Linked DNA regions of Hordeum vulgare: region 1 is linked to region 2. A link is a contact called in public Hi-C data. All regions are on one chromosome and are shown on one strand. Each heading gives the region's core, a stretch centred on a gene start, on an enhancer-like site or on the middle of the called end of the contact. The rest is flanking DNA. Distances are from core to core; before and after follow the strand shown. Region 1 holds the start of LOC123402033. Region 2 holds the start of LOC123403155.

Region 1 (6,189 bases), core at 1,237-3,736, 200 kb after region 2:
CCCAAAGATCGTTCCTCGACTCCCTGCGAGAAAGCAATCCCGGAGCAAACATTCCAGTTAAGTAACATTTAAAGTTGTATAAGATCAGGGCACAACTCCAAGTTGTCCTGTAACCATGGACATGGCTATTCGAATAGTTAATTTTCATCCCTGCAGGGTGCACCACAGTACCGAACACGCTTGATAAACAAGCCGGACACACTTTCATGGGTCATGCCCGGCCTCAGAACATCAACACGTCGCAACCCTACCTAGGCTCAATAGGGGGGCTAGCTCGATGGTCTAAATCCTAAGTGCGTAGGGGTCATGTGCCTATCACCCTTTGCGCTCCTGCATGATGCAAGGGCGTCCAATGTCAGTCATGGCACCTCTTATACAAGAACGATGCTTATATCGGCCACTCGGGCACGCGTAGCTCCGTTGCTGACGTCTGAAGAGATTCAGCTGATACCACGACGTCGAGTACCCATAACTTATCACAGGTGAAGGTTAGCGCGAAAAGGTCTCCCGACCAACTCACATCAAATACCCAAATCTCTTTAGCATTTGCATTAACACTGCAGCGACAATCAGCAATCCACGATATGTGGTCCCATCACCCCGTCTATAGGATGTGTGGCAAGGGCCTAGAATGCCCGGCCACGCCCCGTCACATTTACGCGGGAATCCACCCGCAACACACCTCATCATTTTCCCAGTAGCAAGGTCAAGTAATTGTGCGCCTGTAACATCAGAGGGATCCGAGGTATCACCATCGATGGATTCTGAATGATGTAACCATCAAGGTGGCTAGGGAGGAATCACCCTCAATGGACCACGTTTGATGGGTTGTACGACAGAGTCGTTATCGAAGGTGGTGAAGGAGGAATCACCTTCCGAGAACCATCGCCAGTCAACTACACTACAACGCTAACATCGGAGTACGTAATGAGGTGTCACCCTCGGTACTTGATAGTAGCTCTGCAGCGTCGTACGACTTAGGGGGTGTGAGTGATGTGAAGGGTCTTGGCTCGTCGATCAGTAGATCGAGATTTGGTGATAAAGCGGGCAACTGGACTAAGGGGTAAATGGTGATCACTGCTCCACCTATACTAAACAGTTTAAAGTGCAGTAAAATAAAGTAGCAGTTCATCAAAAACAGGTTATGCATCAGAATAGGAGCTATCTACAACAGTAGAAAAATCTAATACAAGCATGAGGAAGAAATAATAGGCGATATAGGAATGATCAAGGGGGGTTTGCTTGCCTGGTTGCTCTACAGACAAAAACGGATCCTCGACCAGGAAGAAGTCAATCACCGGATCATCATCGGTCTTGGGGTCTACCGGAAAGGAAGTAATATAGGTGAAACATTATAAATAATAGAGCAATCAATTGCATCACAAAGCATGACATGGCTATATGCGACGCTAGGTATGAGCTAACACAGTATTACACGTAATGGATGGAGCGGGAAAATAGTTGACGATATATCTTCGGTTTGTGGCTACTACCACAAGGATAAATCGGGGAGGAAAGTTCTATGTTCATCATGCTAGGAGCATGTGACAAATGAAAGGATAGCGTATTCAGATTTTGTGATTTTTCTGATCAACTTTCATATATAAATTATTTTCATTGACTACAGATTATTTTATATTAATTTTTAAAGTTTTATTATTTTTTAGGAATTAACATATTTGTTCAATTAGAAAATACTAAAATGACATCAGTATGACCTCACTATGATGTCAGCAGTCAACATGACTCCTCAATGGTCAGACTAACCTGTGGGGCCCATCTGTCATAAATACAGGGTTGTTTGATTTAATTAAAACATCTAATTAACTAAGAGGGCCCCACGCATGAGTGGGTCATTAACTTTAAACTAATTAAATTATTTAATTTAATTTAATTATTAGGTTAATTAGGTGGTGCCACCAATTAGTGCACGGGCTAATTAACTAAAGTATTTTAATTAGTCCTAAACTAAAGTAGTCTGAATCTAAACAAGGGCCGACCCACCTGGTAGTGGCACCGGCCACACACTCACACGCGCGCGTGCTGGGTTGCCTTGACCATGGCTTTGGCCATGACCGGCAGCATCAGTAGCAGCCGCCGAGGAGAGGGGAAGGCCCATGCGCTGGCCGGGGCACAGTGGGGAGCGGTGGCGGACGCAGCGCAGGGGCGCGGTTGGAGGTGTAGGTGGCGAAGGGGGCATAAGCGACGAGCGCCACCGACGCCTGGCCAGGGCGAGGCCGCGTGCGGGAGGACGTGGGCGCGGCACACGCAGTGCAGGGCAGCCGCGGAGGCCAACGACTTGGGCGTGGGGCGAGCGGCGCAGCGGGCGGCGCGGGGAGCAGCGTGCCGCAGTGGGGCGAAGGCGGGCAAGCTTGCGGTGGGGGGGAGGGTGCGGCGAGGGGGAGGGGCCGCCGGAGTGGTGCCGAAGGATAGGGTGCGCACGACAATCGGACCAAGGGGGAAAGAGAAGTGGGGAGGGAAGGAGGGAGCAACTCACCCCCGTATGGAGGGGAGTAGCAGCAGGCTCGGGGGGGAGGCGGGGGAGGCCGGCGGTGAGGAGGATCCAGCGGAGGGGCGCGATGGCCGGCGAGGAAGGTTGGCGGCGCGGACGTTCTCCCAATCCAGTCGGGGCGAGGGGGATAGGGGAGTGAGAGGAGAGGGGGGAGTGGGGCGACAGCGGTGGATTGTCGGTGGGATGAGGGTATAGGGCCCAGGGTGGGCCGATCGGGCCGACCGATTGGGGAGGCCAGGCTGGGTTTCGGCCCAAGGGGGAAGGGGCTTCTTTTCTCCCCTTTTTTTATGTTTTTATTTTTGCTTTTTTATTTTATTTTATTTCTGTTTTATATATTTTAGTAAGAGTAATCTTTTTTAAAAATATAGAACTCGGTCCATTATCTATATTACATTTTTAGACACTGCCATAAAAAGTTTGACATTTATTTAAAGTGGTTTGGAAATTTATATGATTTAAAAAGGGCATTAAAATTATTGTTTGTCTTATGTTTTAATTGTTTTAAGGGCTTTAATTACTCACAAAAATGGTGGTTCAAATTTTAGAAACACCAGTGGATTATTTGCAACTCATTCATGATTTTTATTTTATAGTTTGAAGAAATAATTTATTTGACTTTAATTTTAATTTGAATTTAGTTTTGGTTTTTATCAAGTGGCAATTTATCTTAGCTAATCTTGATAACATGGCACCATTAGGGTGTGATTACTGTAGCTTGATTACAACCTGTAGCCTAATCCGGAGATGTCACACGGCCCATGCCACTCATGCCGTCCATAGGAGCTCCCATGCCTCCCATGGTCATGACTCTTTTTTTGACCAAGACTTCTTCATGGGCAAGATTGACGTACTCCTTTTGCTTCTCATCGAGGGTAGATGTGTCCATAAAGATCAAGTACTTCTCCCGTTCCAACAATCTAGTTCGCTCCTGCATGGCCAATATCTTCTCCTCCAATGCCACCTTCCTCTCCTCGACCGCCACCCTCCTCTCCTCGGCCGCCAACCTCCTCTCCTCGGCCGCCGCATCTTGCTTCCTTGCCATCTTCCTCACCTCGTCGCTTCCTTCCTTGCGTTCACAATAGCTTCCATGTCATGTTTTAGCTCATCATCTCCTTTCCTCTTCTTCTTTTCTTTTGCGTCTTTCTTGCCTCCATTTGGTCTTTTGGCTTCGAGTAGGCAACCAAGTTTGGTGTAGGGCTTCTCTTGCCGCCATCACTTGATGCCTCCTCCTCGTCATCATCCAAATCAATAGTTTGCTTGTGTGTGTTGCTCTCCTCATTGGCACCTTCACGGGGCTTCCATTTCTCATCATGCTTCAACGCATCATAGCAATGGGGCAAGGTAAATGGCCACCCTTTCTTGTTCTTTCCTTTTTTGGTCTTCTTCTCCTCTCCTTGAAATATGTTTTGTGCAATAGTGAGCTACAAACAAAAGAACAAGTTAGCACTTGAAACACTAAAGAAGAAGCATGAACAAAGAAGAGACATGAACATGGAAGAACCGTGAAAGAAATGGCACTTACCCTATCTCTATCATTAGTGGCACTTGGGTTTAACGTGTCAACTACCTTAAGTGCAGCCGCCCACCTTTGACAATCTTTGTTGGTTGTCAACCACCGGAAGCAAAGAGATCTTTCTGACCGGTCAATTCCTATTTGTTGTGCAAATCAAAGTGCTCCTTCATACGGATCCAATATGCATCTCTACTTTGGTCCCCTCCAACGGTGGCATCCCTAGACACTTGCAACCATGTATTGCATAGCAAGATGTGTTTGTCCATGGTGTAGTTGCCCGCTCTTTCTTTCGGTGCATCAAAGATAACCTCACCATCCTCGTCTACCTCAAACTCATGATCATAAAAATGCACCTCATTGGTTTGAGATCAATGAGAATTGTTGGAGCCAACACCCATAGTTGACATATATGTCTCATCATTAAAACTACAAAGGATATACAAAAAACAAATAAGCTATCCATATGTATCCATTCGAAAAACAACAACGAAAAAAGTGGGCAAAATTTTACCTTGTGGGCATTTCAATGACCACCTTGTGCGCATCGACCGCCGACGCAGCAAGCGAGCTCGTCGGCGCTTCGGTCGCCGCCGCATCCGTCGCACGCCCTGCAAGTCTCTTCTTCGGTCGTCTAGAGGAGCCGTCCACCACCTTGTTCTTCTTCTTGGACACCTTGCCCGTCTTCGCCACCGCCGCATTTGGGAGCTTCGAGTGGGGTCACGTGGCTTCATGGCGGGCGCCGGCGCGACGCCACCCGCCGCCGAGGTTGTCTGTGGCACCATGAAAAGGCCGCGCGCGAGACCGGTGGTTGGAGGAGCACCGACGAAGGCGAAACCAAAGCTCCCAGCGCTAGGGTTTGCGCCGGCGGCGGCGACGACAACGACGACGGGGTCGCGGGTGTAGTGAGGGGTGAGGGGGGGTGCCGGTGCGGCCGTCCATCGAGCGAATTTGTCGGTGGCGACGCGGTCGAAGAGGGTGCGACGCACGCGTTTGAGTGTGCACCACGCTGGAGCGCGCGCATGAAATAAGCGGCGTGCGATGCCGTTTCGCCCCGCATGCTGAACCCTTATGCCGCGTGCGCGGTTTTTGAGCCTACGCTGGAGCGGCTGTGCGCGTGCAAAAAACATATTTTTCCAGCACGACGCTTATATCGCGCGGCTCTTGGAGATGCTCTAATTACTTGATACAAATTATCCTACTATCAAACTATCTGCTATCATACCTTTCAGCATGTGTGTAACATGCCTTTGTTCGGAATGTTTAGAAAAAGATTTTTAAAAAGTAGGACTAGAAAATTTAGTTTTGTTTTATCTGATTAAATTGAGTTATTATAAATTTGAGGGTTTAATTTTATTAAACACCAACCAAAATTAAACTTTTGGTTTTGTTCTTTACTTTTAGTTGGATTTTGTATTTGTGGAATTTGACATTTTAAATTATGTGTATTTGTATTTTGGAACTTCTTTTAATTTTTATTTGAGCTTCTATTCCTGTTCTAGATTTTTTTTCAAAAGATCTAATCCATGAAATATGTTATTTGTCGTCCATTGCATCAAGTTGTCGGTGCTTCGCACACGCAACCGAGCAGCAACACAACCGGCCGGTCCATATAACTGTTCGAGAGCCCCGGTATTAGGAACCTTCTAGAGGTTTCATTTCTGGTTTGGAGAAACTTCTAGAAGGTTCCTGAACACGTTTTTTTTTCTTTTTTATTTGTTCTTTTCTGTTTCTAGTTCCAAATATGTTCTGCATTTTCAGAAAAAAATCTGGATTTTAAAAAAATGTTTGGGATTTTAAAAAATAATTCTTCAAATTCAAAAAATGTTTTTGCATTTCAAAAAAATTTAGATTTTCAAAAATGTTCTAGATTTTGAAAAAATGTTGTGGGTTTTCAAAAAATGTTTTGTATTTTTTGAAAAATGTTTGAGATTTTCATTATATGTTCTTAAAAATGAAATATGTTTTTTTAAGAAAATGATCTAGACTTTTCATAAATTGTTCTTCAAAATCAAAAAATGGTTTTTTCTTTTAGAAATGTTTTTACGAAAGAAATAATGTTTTATTTTATTCCTTCCTATTTCTTTTTCTTTCAGTTTTCATTTTCCAACTATTTTTTTATATGTTCATGTTGTTTTAACAATTATACACAATTGTCTTAAAATGT
Region 2 (6,307 bases), core at 3,021-5,520:
ACATGGATCAAAATAAGTGAATTTACACGCTAAAATATATACATCAGTATGTAGTTCATATTAAAATCTTTTAAAAAGTTTATATTTAAAAACAAATGGAGTAGTTGACAGCAGCAAGAGCGCAAGAAACAGATAGAATGCACGACGGCGGAAACTTATTAACTGGTCATGAAACAGATAGAATGCACGACGGCGGAAACTTATTAACTGGTCATGAAACATTGGCTCATGATATTCATTGCACAGTGGTACTATTCTTCCATGTTCTTTTCTTGTATTAGAGGATTGTAAACCAATGCAAAGGATGGCCATGACATCCAAGGGCAAGTGCTTAAAGCAATCTTCAATTTAGCCACATTGGTTTTCTCATATGGCTTTTACAGTTCCAATCTATCGCAAAATAGGCAACCAGCCATCACCTACATCTGATAAGCAGGCTAACCATCATAAATAAGGAATATTCGGTCCCTTCCACTACAAAATTTCCAACAACTTACTTATGCCCACATTAAAATACTTAACAAACCAGAGACAAAAATACACGCTAAAGAACAAAGAACAACACCATCTGCCCCATCAAGAAACTCCATCCATGTAAAACCTTTACGCCAGCCAAGCAACCGGTACCCATCTCACCTACACACCCATCATATTCTTTCAAGTGTCAAAAAAGGACAGTGGAACGCCAGAACTAAGACTTCTGTGCATGTGGACGCCAATTCCCTCTGCAAAGCTCCTCCATAAGATGAACAAACTTTTGAGGCTGTTGCCACCACATTGGTTCCGAAGTGGTTGGCCTTTCATACCGCTCTTCCTGAGAGCCCTCGTTTTGTGTGAATTTCTCTGAGAAACTGCGCCATTGTTGCATGGAGCGCTTCAGCCGGGCAGTTCGCTTACCGGTAACCAGATATCTAGTGTAGTCCCTCGCAAGGCGGTACAGCTCCTCCCCTCTGATAATATGGATGTACTGCAACCATTACACAAAATATAAGTGATTTAGATTAAAGTCATGAGTGCTTAATGTTAAGGATCAAACTAAGCACAAATACACAACTGAGATTTTGTACAGGTATATAAATCACTTGTTATTCCCATATTGCATGTGGAGGATGCAACCTATTCATAGGGAAGAAAATTACTTCATAAGCACATGGTATGCACTACTTAACTACCACACAATCTTTCACTATAACCCGGACCAAGTAAGCAACAAGCAATAAACTAAAATCTTTCAATACAAGCAGAACCAAACAGCGACCAGCAATGAACTAAACATTTCAATACAACCTTAACCAAGCAAGCGACCGGCAATGAACCAAAATATTCCAACCTGAACCAACCAGACGACTGGCAAAGAACTAAAATCTTTCAATACAACCCGAACCAAACAGCGACCAGCAATGATTTAAACCTTTCAATACAAACCGAACCAAGCAAACGACCAGCAATGAACCAAAATGTTTCAACCTGAACCAAGCAGACAACTGGCAATGAACTAAAATCTTTCAATACAACCTGAACCAAACAGCGACCAGCAATAAACTACTACCTCTGTCCTATAATGCACGACGTTTTTTGACACTAGTGTAGTGCCATTTAATGTCTTACACTATGGGACGGAGGGAGTATCCGTCAACATACAGCACTTGATGACTAAAACATACTCAGAGAAAACTATTTTGGTACAAATGGTCCAAGGCTGGCTCTAATTACAAGGAAAATGCTAGATGGCATGGTTATTCTACTAAAAACTAACTATATAACAAGAAATTTCCAAAAGTGTGACCTAATTATTTGCTGAATAGCCATCAATCATTATAACATAACTAGAAAGTGGAGCTACACTACAGTTTACAAATCAGGAGCAGTAGATGGAAAGAAATAGCATTCTGAAAGAAAGGATAAACACAACAAGAAAGCAGTGATAGTTACCACAAGTATAAAAGCAACAGTTGCTAAGATAACTTGGACTACTTCATCCAATGATTCCTTGAATGATTCATCTTCTGGGCCACCGGAACCACCATTGCCTCCACGCCTGTTTCCATTCCCTCCACCTCCACCAGATGCTTGTTCTCTCAGCTTGCTAAATTTCTCTTTCAACACATCTTGTATGGGTCGTGGCTTTTTTGCATCAGCCATAGCCTTCTTCAAATGATCCATAAAGGGCTGTAACAAGGCAACAAACAAGTTAAGCAGACTGTCCTACCACACTCCTAATAGAAACCAAATCAAATGTATGTACGTGCACCTTTCCAGCACAAATCATCCAGTGCATCATAAATTGAGAAAATAGAACCCTATTTTTGCTCCATGCAGCTAACTTTTACTTCTATGACCAAGCCAGACCATGCACCTAATTAGAAACCCAGAATATTGAGTATGAATACAAAACTGTGCCTGTTTCAATAACTTGATGGTCTCACATATGCTCTATTCTGATAAAAAAAGCAATCATCATTTTTTTTGTCAACAGAGAAATATCAGACACAAGGAAAAATAGCCTTTCGACCAACCCAGATCACACGAGTTAAATATCTTAGTTCCAGGAGCATGCCATGATCATGTTTTGGGAGAAGGTGGAGCAAGGTTGAAACAAATAATGACAGACATGTTAGTTCGTTAAAAAGAACAATAGCATTCATGACTATTTTATGGGTTCAGGCACATACTCCCGTCATGCATAATCAAGCATAGAGACATGGAATATGCTTACATCATTGTCAAGCTCAGGGTTCCCTTTTCCACTTGAGGCACATACAGGAGTAAGCCTTGTGTGGCTAGCAGCAACAAGAACAAGTCGTGGGTAGATATGCTTATCAAGCTTGCGAAATCCGAGAGGATGTGACCGTATGGAATACTGGGGGACAGGTAGTAATCTGCAGGTCTTCCCAAGACCCGTTATGGGTCTGTCCACAATGAGCCCAGTATGAGGCTTGCAAGTTGTAGCTTGGAAGTAGCTCATGGTTTTCTTTTGCTTGAATCGCCGAATTCACCAGGGGCAAACCTGTAGATTTACAGCGAGCATGAGATATTTCTTGAATACACGAAGATGGGTTTTATCCATCAGAAGCAAAAAACAAGTACGGAACAGTAAATGAAGTAGGAGCAATAAACCAATCCATGTTCTTGTATTCACCATAGTTCAATCGTACAAGTGGAAACATATTCAAATAAGAAGTAAAGTGGAAATACATCAAGGTTGTCAATCTATTCTGACAGCTTCAATTTCATCAGATAATCTTGAACAAGACAATTCCTCTTCTGCAGATGGTAAATAAAAGCATATGTGTACGATGCTCCCTTGTGGTTTAATATTAATAACCACCTGGAGGAAATATTTAGGCCTTGTTTGGATTACCGTTTTCGTCTCAGATATCCCTGTAAAAATACAGATCTCTGCCCATCGTTTTGTTTCCCGCTGAAAATCTGCTCATGGCCGGTAACATAGAAGTGCAAAATAAATACGTCTGTATTAGATTACACCACTTCCAAGCGCAGCCTTAGCGTGATTCCCACAATCTCACGTCTCAAATAATCCTATTATGAGTATATAATGCCAAATGCCAATCATTTAATACGGAATTCACAACTAAACATGCACTAGCTTGCTCATGCTCAAACCAACTTATGGAAAACCACAGGTTAAATGGATAAAATTCTGCGTCGGAACGATTAAAGCTACAGGACACACAGCTACAATGATTCTCCCGTCCCTCCCATACAACAGAATGAACCTTCTCCGGGAACTCCGTCACAAATCACATGCGAAAACGCCGCTGGCCAGGAAGGGTGTCGGAATTGGCGGTAAGAAACAGTGTGTTGGGCTCAGATAAGGGTAGAGGCCGACCACGCCTTTCCCCATCTCCGCGGCGATTTGTACGATCAGGTACCAGGGGGTGAACCACAGCGCAGGGCAGAACATCCTAACGAACCCTAACCGAGCATAAGAAAAAGTGGAAGGTGCCGCTAGGCGCACGAACACTACGACCGTGAGACGGGCAAACCAAACGTACACGAGCGCACGGGAGCACGCGAACGCCGAAGGCGAGGGGGTCACGGATCATGTGAATACGCGAGAGGAAAACGGGGGAGGCGGAGTAGCGTCACGGTCGCTTACCTCGAGCGTCACGGCGGCGGAAGAGGAAGGCTGGACCCCGGCGGTGGGTGGAGGCGTGGCGGGGTTTCCGCGTACGAGGGGGAGGAGAAGATGGGACGGGGAAGAAGAAGGGAAAGAGGCGATTTGGATTGGGGTCCTCGTACTCGGCTCGGGAAGGGAAGTTTTTTTCTTTTCTTTTTACCACTCGGGTCGGGAAGTGTTTTTTTTTTAGGCGTAGTCGGGCCAAGTACGGGCCTATTTGACACCTTCAGCGCCACTTATATTCTCTGACCTAGCAGATTGCTTCCTACGGCTATGCCATGCACAAGTACCTTCAGCGTGAAATCACTAATTGAGGAGTATATCTTTCAAAAGCCATTTCCATTTTTTAGTTGCGAGTCACTGCATACGTGTCATTCATTGCCATCTGAAGGTTTTTCTATTTTTCTTAGATTCATATTTTCAACACGTTTTATCTCTCCTAAATCGTTCGTCCAAAACTCAAACCATTTTCACCGTTGGATTTTTTACGTCGAGATCTTCAAAACTATATTTAATATTAATAGATTTTGAAGAATTTTTTTTCGCGAAAGAACCGGAGCAAAGGAACCGCGACTCTCGTGATAGGTAAAAAACAGAAAGCGCATATTTCTTCATTTTTTTCCTTTTCAAGAGGTGTGCCTCTCACGAAGGTGAAACCGTGCCTCTCGTAAAAAAAACACGTTTTCCTCCCTCTCACAAAGATAAAATTGTGTCTCTCGTGGAGACATACCCGTGCCTCGCGTGAAAAAAAACAGAAAAACATTTTTTTTCCTTTTCAAGAGGCACGGCTGTGCCTCTCGCGAAGGCAATACTATGCCTCTCGCGGAAGCAAAAACTGTGCCTCTCGCAAAAAAAGCAAAAAAATAATTTTTTTTTGTTTCCGAAAGACACGGTCGTGTCTCTCGCGAAGCAAAATCGTGGCTCTTGCAACAAAACAGAAAATGTTGTTTTCATGCATTTTTTGTCGGAAAACTAAGAAAGACTGATGAAAAATGAAAACATAAAAAAAATTAAAAAAATCAATCTAAAAAGCCAAAAACGCATCTAAAAAATAAATAAACCAAAATCCAGAAGAAACACTTAGAAGGCGACATGTGACGGCGACTAAAAACATGTCAAGTTGGTGCGTGGGAATACTTACTAGGAGGCGTTAACCAGTTGATCTCGTTCAGCGCTACTTACAACTATTAATGGTACGTGGCAAGTGAAGCTGATCACAATGGGTCGGCCCATCTAACATTTTATGCGAGAAGTCTGTCCTGGTCTTGAGAAGATTCTGGAAGCTTCAGGGCAAATATTTTGTTTCTCTTTTTCATTTTAGTTTTCTGCACCATTTCTTTCCAGTTTTGTGCGATTATTTACTTTTTCCTTTTTTGTTCAAACACATAAGTTGTTTAGATTTTGAACTTTTCTAAAATTCACAAACCTTTTTCGAAATTTATAAAGTTAATTTAAATTGTTTTATATTAAAATTCATGTTTTTTTCAAATTTGTGATCTTTTTCAAAATTTATGAAACATTCCAAATTTGTGATGTTTTACAAACAAAATTCCAAACTTTTTTAAATTTTGTGAACCCTTTCATTTTTCTATTTTTTTAATATACGAATTTTTTAAACTCATGATTTTGTTTTTCAATTTTCCTGAACTTTTTTGGAATTCAACTGTCCACTCGTCAACGAGACAGGTCAACTTAGAACCGGAGCGAACTCCTCACCTCTTTTATGGGGCCTGCCCCGAGATCAGGCAGAGCGTCTACAACTGGCATATAACGCACTGTTTTTTTAAAAAGTCTTAAAACTTTTTTTAGTCCCAACTAAAAAGTCTTTAGTCCTTATCCGTTTTTTTCAGTGACTAAACAGGGACTAGAGATCATTAAATGACATGCAAAAAGACCATGTTACCCCTAGTAATGCAATAGAAGTTATTAAATGACATGCTAAAAGTAGGGACACTGTTGGAAAAAGTGTCCAAAAGTCCCAAAAAGACCCTTCCATAGAGACTTCTTTCCTTAGTCTCAAATACGCTTTTTTAGTTCCTAAAAGTCCCTCCTGTTTCTTTCACATGAGACTAAAAGAGATTTTTTCTAGTCCCTATAGCAAAAAGTCCATGTAAAGGAACACCCCCTAAGGCGCCAACTAGGAGCACTCTAGCTTGGAGCGCCACA

The links. Hi-C and Micro-C count contacts between places; a contact is called where the count stands out from the background.
Region 1: a contact with region 2 is called in a Hi-C map of seedling, with 2.6 times the contacts expected there. The contact joins the promoter of LOC123402033 here to the promoter of LOC123403155 in region 2. A contact is called at or near these places in 4 of 6 Hi-C or Micro-C datasets (leaf, seedling and an unstated tissue).

What each region holds. Positions count from the first base shown.
Region 1 is chr6H:346,157,495-346,163,683 of MorexV3_pseudomolecules_assembly, forward strand. It overlaps LOC123402033, which reads right to left and starts at 2,487. Exons shown (of 3, transcript XM_045095891.1): 1 at 2,005-2,487; 2 at 1,247-1,321. The coding sequence starts at 2,200.
Region 2 is chr6H:345,955,930-345,962,236 of MorexV3_pseudomolecules_assembly, forward strand. LOC123403155 reads right to left here and starts at 4,271. Exons shown (of 4, transcript XM_045097117.1): 1 at 4,121-4,271; 2 at 2,717-3,007; 3 at 1,933-2,169; 4 at 317-967. The coding sequence starts at 2,965. The coding sequence ends at 692.